Linked DNA regions of Zea mays: region 2 is linked to region 1. Evidence: chromatin contacts called from public Hi-C data. All regions are on one chromosome and are shown on one strand. The core of a region is the stretch at or near the end of the contact, and the rest is flanking DNA. Distances in the headings are between cores, read along the strand shown. Region 1 overlaps LOC100279451. Region 2 holds the start of LOC103635937.

Region 1 (4,990 bases), core at 998-3,497:
TTCTTACTGTTTTTATGCCAAAACAGAGATACTAAGTGATAGAGAACATTATTACAAAATTTTAGAAACTGGAATGGAGTGATTTGGACTAAAAATGAATTTTCTATGGATTAAATAAGTTCTAGGAATTGTTTTTATATTAAAAATCTATTTCTGAATTTATTTATTTGATTTTCTAATCCTCTGGACTGGGCGCTAAAATATGAGAAGTGCAGGGGTCTCGGGCGTAAGAACACCAAGACACAGAGCACAGTCGCTAGGGACGGCGGGTTGGTTTTATGATTCTGCGGGGGCTCTTTTGCAATTATGGCTCGGCGAAAGGGTATCAACGATTCCTAGCCGTCCGATCGGAAATCAGAGGCCCGGATTAGATTGGTTGCGCGCTCAGACCGCTACTCTATTCCAGCCCGTTGGATTTGAATCCCACGGTCCACGACCGTTACACGACTTTAACGCGAGGTCGGATCCATCCATCGGTTTCCAAACAGACGGTCCAGATCCCAAGCCGACCGATTGTTTTCCCCCACACCTAATCCTGTTCGTCCAAATGAAATCCAACGATCCCGGGCTGATCTCGCGAAGAGGAACCCTGATTAAATCGGAGCCGTTCGTTCACAGATCGAAGGTCCGCGCATCATCTTCTCCGCTGAGCTCCGATCACGGCGGCGCAGACCTTCACAGCGCACCCTCTCCCCGTGGATCGATGATCTGGCTACCTAAATCCGAACACGGGTTCTACCTACGCAGGGCGGAGGTGAGCGCAAGATCAGTGGACAGGGTCTTACTTGATAGTCTGGCGAGGACAGCGCTGCCCGCGACAAAGTCCGCGGCGGCATCACCCGACGACGAATTCACCACGCGCCGACGATCCCCGACCCATCATGAGGTCACCAACAGCTTCACGGCGCCCTGGCGATTCCAATTGGTGGTGCACCGAAGGCGAGGCGTGAGTACGGAGGTAGGCTACTGGTGGCGGGCCTCTACTGCTACTTACGGACGGTGGCAATAGGGTCTGGTCTCGTGGCACGGCGGAATTAGGTCTTCGGTAAGCGCGACAGGTCTTCGGCTTCTTGTAGCTGAGGCGGGACGGTGAACTACCCCGATAGATGCGGCCCGGTTGAGGCGAACGGAGTCGGCCAGCCGAACATCACGCGCGGGGTTCGTTAGAGAGGATAGGGATGATTCCGATCAACCGGGCCCACACGTAAGCGATACCAGAAAACTAATGAATGGGAAAGGAGCGGGTTTCAGCTGTCAAACGGACCCCACACACCAGCGACTGGAGTGGCTGCCCGCGGGCCCGGCCTGTCGGCGCACGGTGGAAAGGAGGGTGCCCGGGCCGCGCGGGTGGGTTGCACTGCTGGGCCAAAATGAGTAGAGGCCGGCCCATAAGGCATTTTATCCTTTTTCTTTTTATTTTTCTTTCTATTTTCTTCATTTTCAAAATCCAATTTGAATCCAAGTTTAAATTCAAACTTTTATGGCTTATCATTTACACTATGTTTGTATAGTTAACAGTAATAAGTTTAAGAATATCCAAGTTTAGGAATATCTATTTTTTATATATTTTTATATCATTTCTCTTTTTCTTATTTTTTTTAAACCCTAGGGTTTAATTTAGGGATTCAATTCAACCTTTAGAATTATTATTTTGTTATTATTATCAACATTATCATTTTACTAAATGCACAAACAATAAAACTCCAACAAATGCACTTTCTTTTATTTTAGAATCATTATTTTATTTAGTCACTCTCAATTACATAAGTGCTCTTTCTATGATGCAAATAAGGCACACAAAATGCGGAAATCCACCATATTCCTTTGTATACAAATTTGAGTATTACAGGGAGAGAAGAGGATCTCCATACCTATTGGAGCTCAACGCGCTACTGGCCCGCGGGGCTAGCTCAATGCGGCAGGTGTGGGGCGAGGGAGCCTGGGTTGATGGCGTGGTGGCTGTGCGCGGGGATCAGCGAGAGAGGACGTATGGCGTGAGAGAGGCTAGGGTTTTGCGTGCGGTTGAGATAAGGAGGGAGGCGTGGGATGAGGGACTGCGGGTTAACCCGAGAAAAACTGAGGGTGATTTTTGTAAAAAAATGACGCACGACAACCGTTGAAACTGGTGCTTTAAGTATAGTATAGAAAAGGGACGAAGGATTTTCTTCGCAACAGGCTACAGCGGCCGTGAATCGTCTTGAGCTGGCACGATGAGATCAAAGCGAGCAAGGCATCTAGGTCATGGCTGGCGTAGCTGCTGCTGCTGGAGAAGGACCACCACAGCCCTACACGCTACGGAAAGAGCCGAGCCGACGCCAAAAGAAGCTCGTGAAACCGAAAAGCGATCCCGGTCCGCAGGCGCCGCCCAAGGAAATCCACCTCCAGCCAGAAACTCACGTGCAACGAAGTCAAAACTCAAAAGCGACAAGTCCAGAACGACGTGCCGATGCCATCTCAGCAAACGCACCACGTTGCAATGTTATAAGCAGAAACAGAAGATGAACCAGCGGGCAATGAGAACTGTCTCAACCAAAACTCCATCAGACTAGGATACTGATACATGGCATTACCACATTACAAAGACCAAGTGAGGTTTTCTGCATAGGCTGGCAAAATCAAACCATGCTGACAAACATCTAGTTCACCTCTAGGGAACCTACGGCACTGTGCCACTGCTGGCATGTCAAGCTATACCAAAAGGGTATGGAGCTGCAGAAGAAAGAGTAAAAATGTTAATGCCAGTAAACAGCGAAACCCGACTGCTACTGGCCAAAAGCCTACAGATAGTATGGGCAGGAAAGCCATTCACTCCCCACCCCCCACATCTCATATTCTGATGATTTCATTCAAGTTACACCAAAACTAAATATATGGTACAAGGAGCAACAGAAGCAGTAGAGCTGCTACGGCGCTACCTGCTTCCTATGTCCGTCCAAGGATCCACGTCGCTGCCCATAATCTTAGAACCGGGACCATACTGAGCCTTGAGAGCAGCAGCCACAGGGTCCGAGACGTTGCCGCTTACGAGGATGCCAGCACCCCCGAAACGGGCGACTCTGCCGGGCTGCTGGAAACCCGAGATGAGTTCCAGCACGTTCCTCTTCTGCGGATCAGACAACCTTTCCACACGCTTGGGATCTGATTGCTGTGGCTGCGTCGAAGGTTGTTGGTAATCTGGTAACACACCAAGCGTGCCGTTCTTAGCCGAGTAAAACTGTACGCCGGCCAAGGACCGCTGGCGCTTTGCCATCACGAGCAGTGGCTCGGGCTGTGCCGTGCTACCATCCAGATGACCATAGCACCTTGCCAATCTTTCCTCCAGACCCAGATGTGGAGTGGTGCCAGGCCTGGAAGAACAAACCACACGGTCCATTGGATTGTTCATGGATCTCACAGATGTGTCGATCTTTGGTGAGGGAGGCTTGCTCTTGTTACCATTGCAAGACAAGCCAGAACTCTGCAGGGTTGACTGATGGCTGAGAATCTGTCCAAACAACTTGACATCACCAGGCCGCTTTTGTTGCTCATCACCCTCGGAGCTTGTATTGCGAGAGCAAGGCCTCAAAGAGCCTTCCAGTCCTCCTTCGTGGTCTCTGGGCCATTGAATGCCATCGGAATTGTTTTGAAGGCACAAGCTGCTGGACCTGCCATTCTGCAATTTTGTTTGGGTCAACCGATCCGCCTGTGAAGTATTCACAGTGCCACTCGCAGTTCTTTCAGAAAAAAATGGTAATTCAGTTGTCAGACGATGATTCATATAACCATCAATATTACAAAACAAGGTGCTTTGCTGATTACCAGATGGGTCTCTAAAAGCTGGGTACTTGCTCATCTCTTTAGCCCCTAGAGCACCACTGACTCTGTTGCCAGTGTCCTCGAAGTTGGGCGTAGTTATTGAGGCTATGCCCTCGAAACGAATTGCAGTGGGGTCAGGAAGCACTGAACTGAACTGCACAGGCATTAAATCCTTTGGGGTAAGCGGGGTAACAAGTGGCTTTGGTTTTGGCAGGGGCATATCTCCAGGTACAGAATGCTGATAACTTGAAGTGAATGCAGGACTAACGGTGGAAGCAGCAGTTATGTTTGAGATGCGAACATTGTCCTTGATACCACTATCTGAAGCCAAGAAAGCCGGGGCACCAGAATTTCCATTTTTCATTGGTGTGTTATCCAGAGCATGGTGTGAACATTCTTCCACCCAGGACAAATCAGTACCAGTACCTTCACCTTTGTCTGTTTGAAGGACCTCTACAGAATGTAAAGTGGATCTCATTTCCGAGTGAATGGCCACTGCATGCTTAGCTGAAGAGCTGATGCCACTATTACTATGCATGTTTACTAGGTCAACGACATCATCAGTTCCTTGCAGCTTATCTGTGCTTCCTGGGCAATTGATGTCAATAGGACCAGCTTCGTGAGTAGCATCACTGGACCTCTTAGCATCAACAATGCTGCAATTTTTATCAGCTACCTTCTCATCTTCCTCAATTTTAACATCAGCATTGCACCCATTTGATATATATGCTTCTGCCTGCTTAGAGATTATAACAGAGTTAGGCCCTCCAATGGCTCCTTCAGTAGGACAAACATCCATCGCAATCTTTGAACATGACTGTGTGCTACAGATAGCTGAATCCATTTCCACAGCGCAGGCCTCATCAGTATCACTCTTCCCTCCATTGGTATCACTAGCTGGCATACTAACATCGGCTGCCCCTTGATGGATCAAATCCAAACCGAGTGATTTCCGAGCCTTACTAAAGAACACTTTGCATTGTTCATATGACTTGCTCTTCACACATGACGAGATCCGAGCAAAATCCTTTCCGTAGTTATTCATAGCCTCAATGAAAATTGACTTCTCGTCGTCATTCCAATCAACTGGGTCAACTTCACACTCTTGATCAGAGAGTGTGTCTTCCTCCTCAACGGTTTTGTCATTTTCTTGGGACAAGACATGCTCCACTCTTTTCATGCTAATCTTCTGTCC
Region 2 (5,402 bases), core at 1,711-4,210, 190 kb before region 1:
CCCTGCGCTCCCGCCTCCCGTTTCCAACCAGGTGCTCCCGGGAGTGACGACGACGACGGCGCCGCCGCCGCCGCCGCCGACAGGCAGTGTCGCTGCGCCGGCCGGCTCGATCGCACCGTCGGGCGCCGCAGCGGGGAGGAATGCCGGCCCGCGCCCGCCCGTGCACGCGGCCGTGGCCGGCGCCGCCACGGCGGGCGCCTTCGTGGCGGCCTCGTTCGCGGGCGTGGCGGTCTGGGTGCTGGCGCGCCGCGCCAAGGCCAGGAGGCGCCAGACCGCGCTGGCGGTGGGCACCAAGCGCGACAGCAACGTGGCGTCGGCGGCGGCGCTGGCGCGGTCCCCGCGGGAGTTCAGCTACAAGGAGCTGAGCGCCGCCACGCGGGGCTTCGACGCGTCCCGCGTCATCGGCAACGGCGCGTTCGGCACCGTGTACAAGGGCATCGTGCCGGACACGGGCGCCATGGTGGCCGTGAAGCGCTGCAGCAGCACCGGCGCGCGCGGCGGAGGCAACGCGAGCGGCGAGCAGGCGCGGTCGGAGTTCCTGTCGGAGCTGTCCATCATCGCGGGGCTCCGGCACCGCAACCTGCTCCGGCTGCAGGGGTGGTGCTACGAGAAGGGGGAGATCCTGCTGGTGTACGACTACATGCGCAACGGCAGCCTGGACCGGGCGCTGTTCGACGCGTCGGCGCCCGTGCTGCCGTGGCGCCACCGGCGCGAGGCCCTGGCCGGCGTGGCGTCGGCGCTGGCGTACCTCCACCACGAGTGCGAGCGGCGCGTGGTCCACCGCGACGTCAAGTCCAGCAACGTGATGCTGGACGAGGCCTACCGCGCGCGGCTGGGGGACTTCGGGCTGGCGCGGCAGGCGGAGCACGGCGAGTCCCCCGACGCGACGGCGGCGGCGGGCACCATGGGGTACCTGGCGCCCGAGTACCTCCTGACGGGCCGCGCCACCGAGTGCACCGACGTGTTCAGCTTCGGCGTGCTGGCGCTGGAGGTGGCGTGCGGGCGGCGGCCGATCGGCGCCGCCGGCACGGCCGAGGGCGGCAACCTGGTGGAGTGGGTGTGGAGCCTGCACGGGGAGGCCCGGCTGCTGGACGCGGTGGACCCGCGGCTGGGCGGGGAGTTCGAGGAGGGCGAGGCGAGGCGCGTGCTGCTGCTGGGGCTGGCGTGCTCCAGCCCGGAGCCGGCGCTGCGGCCCGGGATGCGCGCCGTGGTGCAGGTGCTGGGCGGCGAGGCGGACCCGCCGTTCGTGCCGGCGGCCCGGCCGTCCATGAGCCTCAGCAGCGCTAACAACCAGCAGCTGCTGCTCAGCCTGCAGGACAGCGTGTCGGACTACAACGCCATGCTGGGGCTCGCCCTGTCGGACTCGTCCTCGGACTCGCTCAGCTCGTCGTCGCTCACCAGCACGCTGCGGAGGGGCGGCCACGACATCGGGTTCAGCAGCACCGCCGGCGACGCCAGGTGACCTGGCTGAACCTTGCCGGCGTCCGGCGGAGGGTAGCTTAGATAGAGTTTTACTTTCTGAAATCATGCATCGAAGCAACTAAGCAATGCACCATCGACGGTGCCTCCAAAGAACAGCATGTATGTATGCATTGAGTAGTACATAGAATTAGTAGCAGCAGTCAATGGACTCCTCAGTCCTCATCAAATCGAGCCTCCCATTTGTTACATTTTACGTACATTTCTCTAGATAATAATTCGGATCTCACATGATTCATTCGACCATCTCAGATCAGCCAATCCTCCTCCTCGAGCTGCCAATCAACTGAAGCTGGATCAGAACGGCGCCTTCCCCCTCCCCCACCCACTATCTTTTGTTGATCGGAGCTCTGAGCATGGAAATAATTCCAGGCCACGGTCTTTCTCACGGATTGGGATTGAAGATTTTACTCTCTCTCTCTCTCTCTCTCTCTGACTTTGAGAGAACAAAAAAGGATGTCTTTTCTCTTTTCTGTTCCAACTGTGGTGACGTCACAAGGATCAACCTATGCCCCTTTGGCATATATACTAGGAGTACTCCATTGTATATCATCTGTACCTATCTGTCCACCTGTGCAGAGGGGAAAGGATAGCTTAACAAGATGAGCTTGGTGGCTGTGGCGCACGCCAAGGAAAGCATCCTCTTCCCGTCTCTTGCTAGTGGGCAGCGCCTGCACTGCTTTGACATCCATGGCGGCCGTCGATGATGCGTGCATGTCACCAACCGGGTCCGGGAGTCACGGGCAGAGGCCGGCGCCGCCGTTACTCTTACTCCACGTCCACGAGCACGAGCACACGCCTCTTGTGCTGCCAGAAGAAAAATTAAAGGCGGCGGCCACTAGGAATAGTGTAGTAGTAGTAGTGGGTAGTGACGACGCTCACCTACTGATGCCACTGTGATCGAGCACGCAACGCATGGCAACATTGGCGTGCGAGTTGTCCACGTCCGAAGGCACAAATCATTAGGTGAGCTCGACCGATCCCAGCACGTCGCTGTCCCGTGGGCCTGCCGGCGGCTGGATGGATCTGTGATGTCGTCCCATGTTTTCATGTAATATAACAGTATTGATCTCTTGTTTTATTTGTCCTGAACATATGTGCCATGTGTCGTGTACTCAACTTAAAGCCAAACATTTTTTTCTCTCTTTTTTCACCCTACTTTCAAAATTTCGGCTTCAAAATCTGTTTACATACCATGATATATTGTTAACAAAGTAGTGGTACCTAGCGATAATACAAAAGAGTCCAATTGCAAAGACGTATTGGATTTTATTTCAACTCACAGTTAGTGCGTGTGTACGAGCTGCCGCAAGCCTGCAATGCGAACGGTAGGAACACTTGTCGTACCTGGCGCGAGCGCGACAAGTCATCGCGTCTCATCGGACGCTCGGCTCCTCCATCGTCCGGGCGTGTTCGGCTGGCTACAAGCCGACACTGTTGCAGCTGTTTGGACTGCTGCAGCTGCAATCCATAGAGAGAAAAATACTGTAGAAGCCGCAGCCGCAGCCGGATTGCAGCCGCAGCAAGCCGCAGCGAACAAGCTGCTAGAGTGAACTGTGTGGTGCAGGTGCAGCAACGTCAGAAACTGAGGCGGGGACGGGCAAGAGGAATCTGCCATGGAGCTAGCTGTTGGTGTAGCGTCGCTGTCACTGCAGCCTCACGCTCGCTCAGACCCCAAAAGGGCAATGAAGGGCCCAAATTAGCTGGTGCCCTGCCCTGCCCTGCCTTTTAACCGCTGCTCCCAGTACTCCTAGTGCCTTTCTTGTTCTTCCTTTTTGTGTGTGTGTGTGTGTGTGTCTCAGCAAAAGGCGCGAAGGATTTCTACGTACAGCTCCAGCCTCCAGTGGGTAACTGCCATGGTTACGGCCAGGGGATGCGAGTCTAGTCTAAGGAAAAGGTGTTCACTCATTTCACCCCTTTCTCATTCTCAACGAACGGTAGTTGCAGTCAGAAAGATAAGAAATCGGAGCGGGCCGTGGGGCGTCAGGCGTGGGCTAGGGATGGCAACGGTCTCTGGAGTCTGGACGAGTCCCCCCGTCCCTGATCTCTCTCGTTTCCCTTGCTCCCCGTGTTGGGGACATCTCTAGTGCTTGATCTGTGTGTGATTGCAGCAGGAACAGTCCAAGTCCCGCCCGGACGCCGGTCCTGCTCTGCTCCTGCCTGCCATGTACGTATCTAGCTACGCGCCAATGGCAACATGAAGCATGCAAGGACATGGCATGGCAGGTATGGTAGGGCAAGCAAAGCCACAGCCCGCAGCTTCACTCCACGGTCGCGCTTAATGGCACGCGAGCATGGATTGGTGGGGTGCATGGGGACATGGGGTCCGCTTCGCTTCAGGTCCAGGGCCACCGGCGAGAGAGTTCTCGGCATATTTATCTGTTTGAGTCTCTCACTAGCCCACTGCACAGCCTCTCACATGTCCTGCAGGCCTGGATCAGAGAGATTCAGAAAGGAGTACCAAGTCGTGCAATGTACTCCGACCAGACAAAGACAACATGTCCCTTGAGCCGATCGAATTCGGTTAAAATTTCTTCTTCTTTTACCATGATTCAGGTCAAAACCTAAAAATAACGACAGAATCGGAGCAAGAGCAATAACGTCTGAGGCTCTAGAGCTTACCAAGCTCAGCTCAACTGGCAGCCAGTTTATCACCGGCCTAAATTCTAAGGGCTGCAAGAGTAAAAACCCAACGTGTACGTGTTCCAATGCAAGACATGCAGTCTCAGTATGTGTTCTATCAAAAAGAAACAATCCAGCGGTGTTTTTTTTTTCTTTTTCTCTAGACTAGATAGAGTTGTGACTTTCCAAGGCAAGAAGACATCATATCCAGCGGTTAGCTGGGACACAGATCCTGGAAGACGCAAAGAAATTCTAAGTTTAGGAACCCCCACCCCACACCTAGTCTATTCTTAGCTCAGCAAATCCTCCTCCGCGCAAAGGCATGAAGCAAATGCTCATCCCGTCTGACCACATTTCCCCCCACAGAGATCACATTTACCGCGCACAAAGCACCAACAACGATCGATAGACTGTATGCGAGATCATCAGCACAGGGAGGGAGGGAGGAAGGAGGATGCGGCATATAGACTCTACCCACCACCGGTGCTCCCATCGTCAACACGACGAGGTCTGCAGATTGGTCTGTGCGTTCTAGAGAGAGCCTGAGAGGGGGAGAGGTTTACCAACTGCAAGAGCGGAGAAGGAACACGGATCCAAGGTTTCACACGTACCGTTGGGAGAAGATGAGTTGCTTTGGATGCTTCAAGAAAGAGAACAAGATGCCGCCCAGGAGGATTGAATCCAGGGAGGTTGCGGTTGTGAAGACGGCCCCGAGCCAGAATGAAGCGCCTCCCAGGGAATCTGGTAAGACGTTCCTCCCAGGAATTAGCATGTTTTGCACTGTTCAAACTGGTAGCACAAAAAAAAAAAAGATTATACCCCAGGAGCCATGTCGGCGAACAGACCAAACAATTAAGCAACAGATTAAATACAGTGCAGAAGTATAGAGATCCAAAATCTGCAATCCCCCCAATGCGTCCTGTTCTTTCTGCACATCAGTTTTACAGCAGGATACCTGTGATTAAACAATCTACATATATACTGCACCAGGGTACGTGGTTTCCTGAAGATGCTTTTAGGCCATCCAGTGTATCTTTGTTTGAGGACGAAACCAGACCCCCTGTGCCACTGTATTCCCTCTGGACTAAGCATATATTCCTCTGAACCAAATCTATGTAGCAATTATATTGTGCGCTATCTGTTTCCCTGCCAGTGTACCATGCATTTTGGTGTTATACATACTGCTGCAATTCATGTCTAGTTCTTAACTGTTATGGATGAAAATGGCTTTCAGTGATATAACATATCCATATACAAACCCTTCAAATTTGCTCAACAGATGACAGGAAGAACCAGAAATA

Evidence for each region. Hi-C and Micro-C count contacts between places; a contact is called where the count stands out from the background.
Region 2: a Hi-C map of endosperm shows a contact between it and region 1, with 2.3 times the contacts expected there. The contact joins the promoter of LOC103635937 here to the enhancer-like site in region 1. A contact is called at or near these places in 6 of 25 Hi-C or Micro-C datasets (ear, endosperm, leaf and 2 more).

What each region holds. Positions count from the first base shown.
Region 1 is chr8:134,934,763-134,939,752 of Zm-B73-REFERENCE-NAM-5.0, reverse strand. It overlaps LOC100279451, which reads right to left. Exons shown (of 5, transcript XM_020542064.3): 5 at 2,512-4,990. The coding sequence ends at 2,912. Among protein-coding and RNA genes, the nearest start is that of LOC100279451, 8.4 kb to the right of the region's middle. Within about 2 kb of position 2,247, at least 18 of the 20 cell types and tissues checked have an H3K27ac peak or open chromatin away from gene starts, as enhancers often do. A contact at or near this core is called in ear, endosperm, leaf and 2 more, where this site is marked.
Region 2 is chr8:135,124,965-135,130,366 of Zm-B73-REFERENCE-NAM-5.0, reverse strand. It overlaps LOC103635937, which reads left to right and starts at 2,960. Exons shown (of 5, transcript XM_008658307.2): 1 at 2,960-4,845. The coding sequence starts at 4,725. LOC100281576 reads left to right here. Exons shown (of 1, transcript NM_001154495.2): 1 at 1-1,707. The coding sequence ends at 1,462. It also overlaps a transcript of LOC100382372 not described here.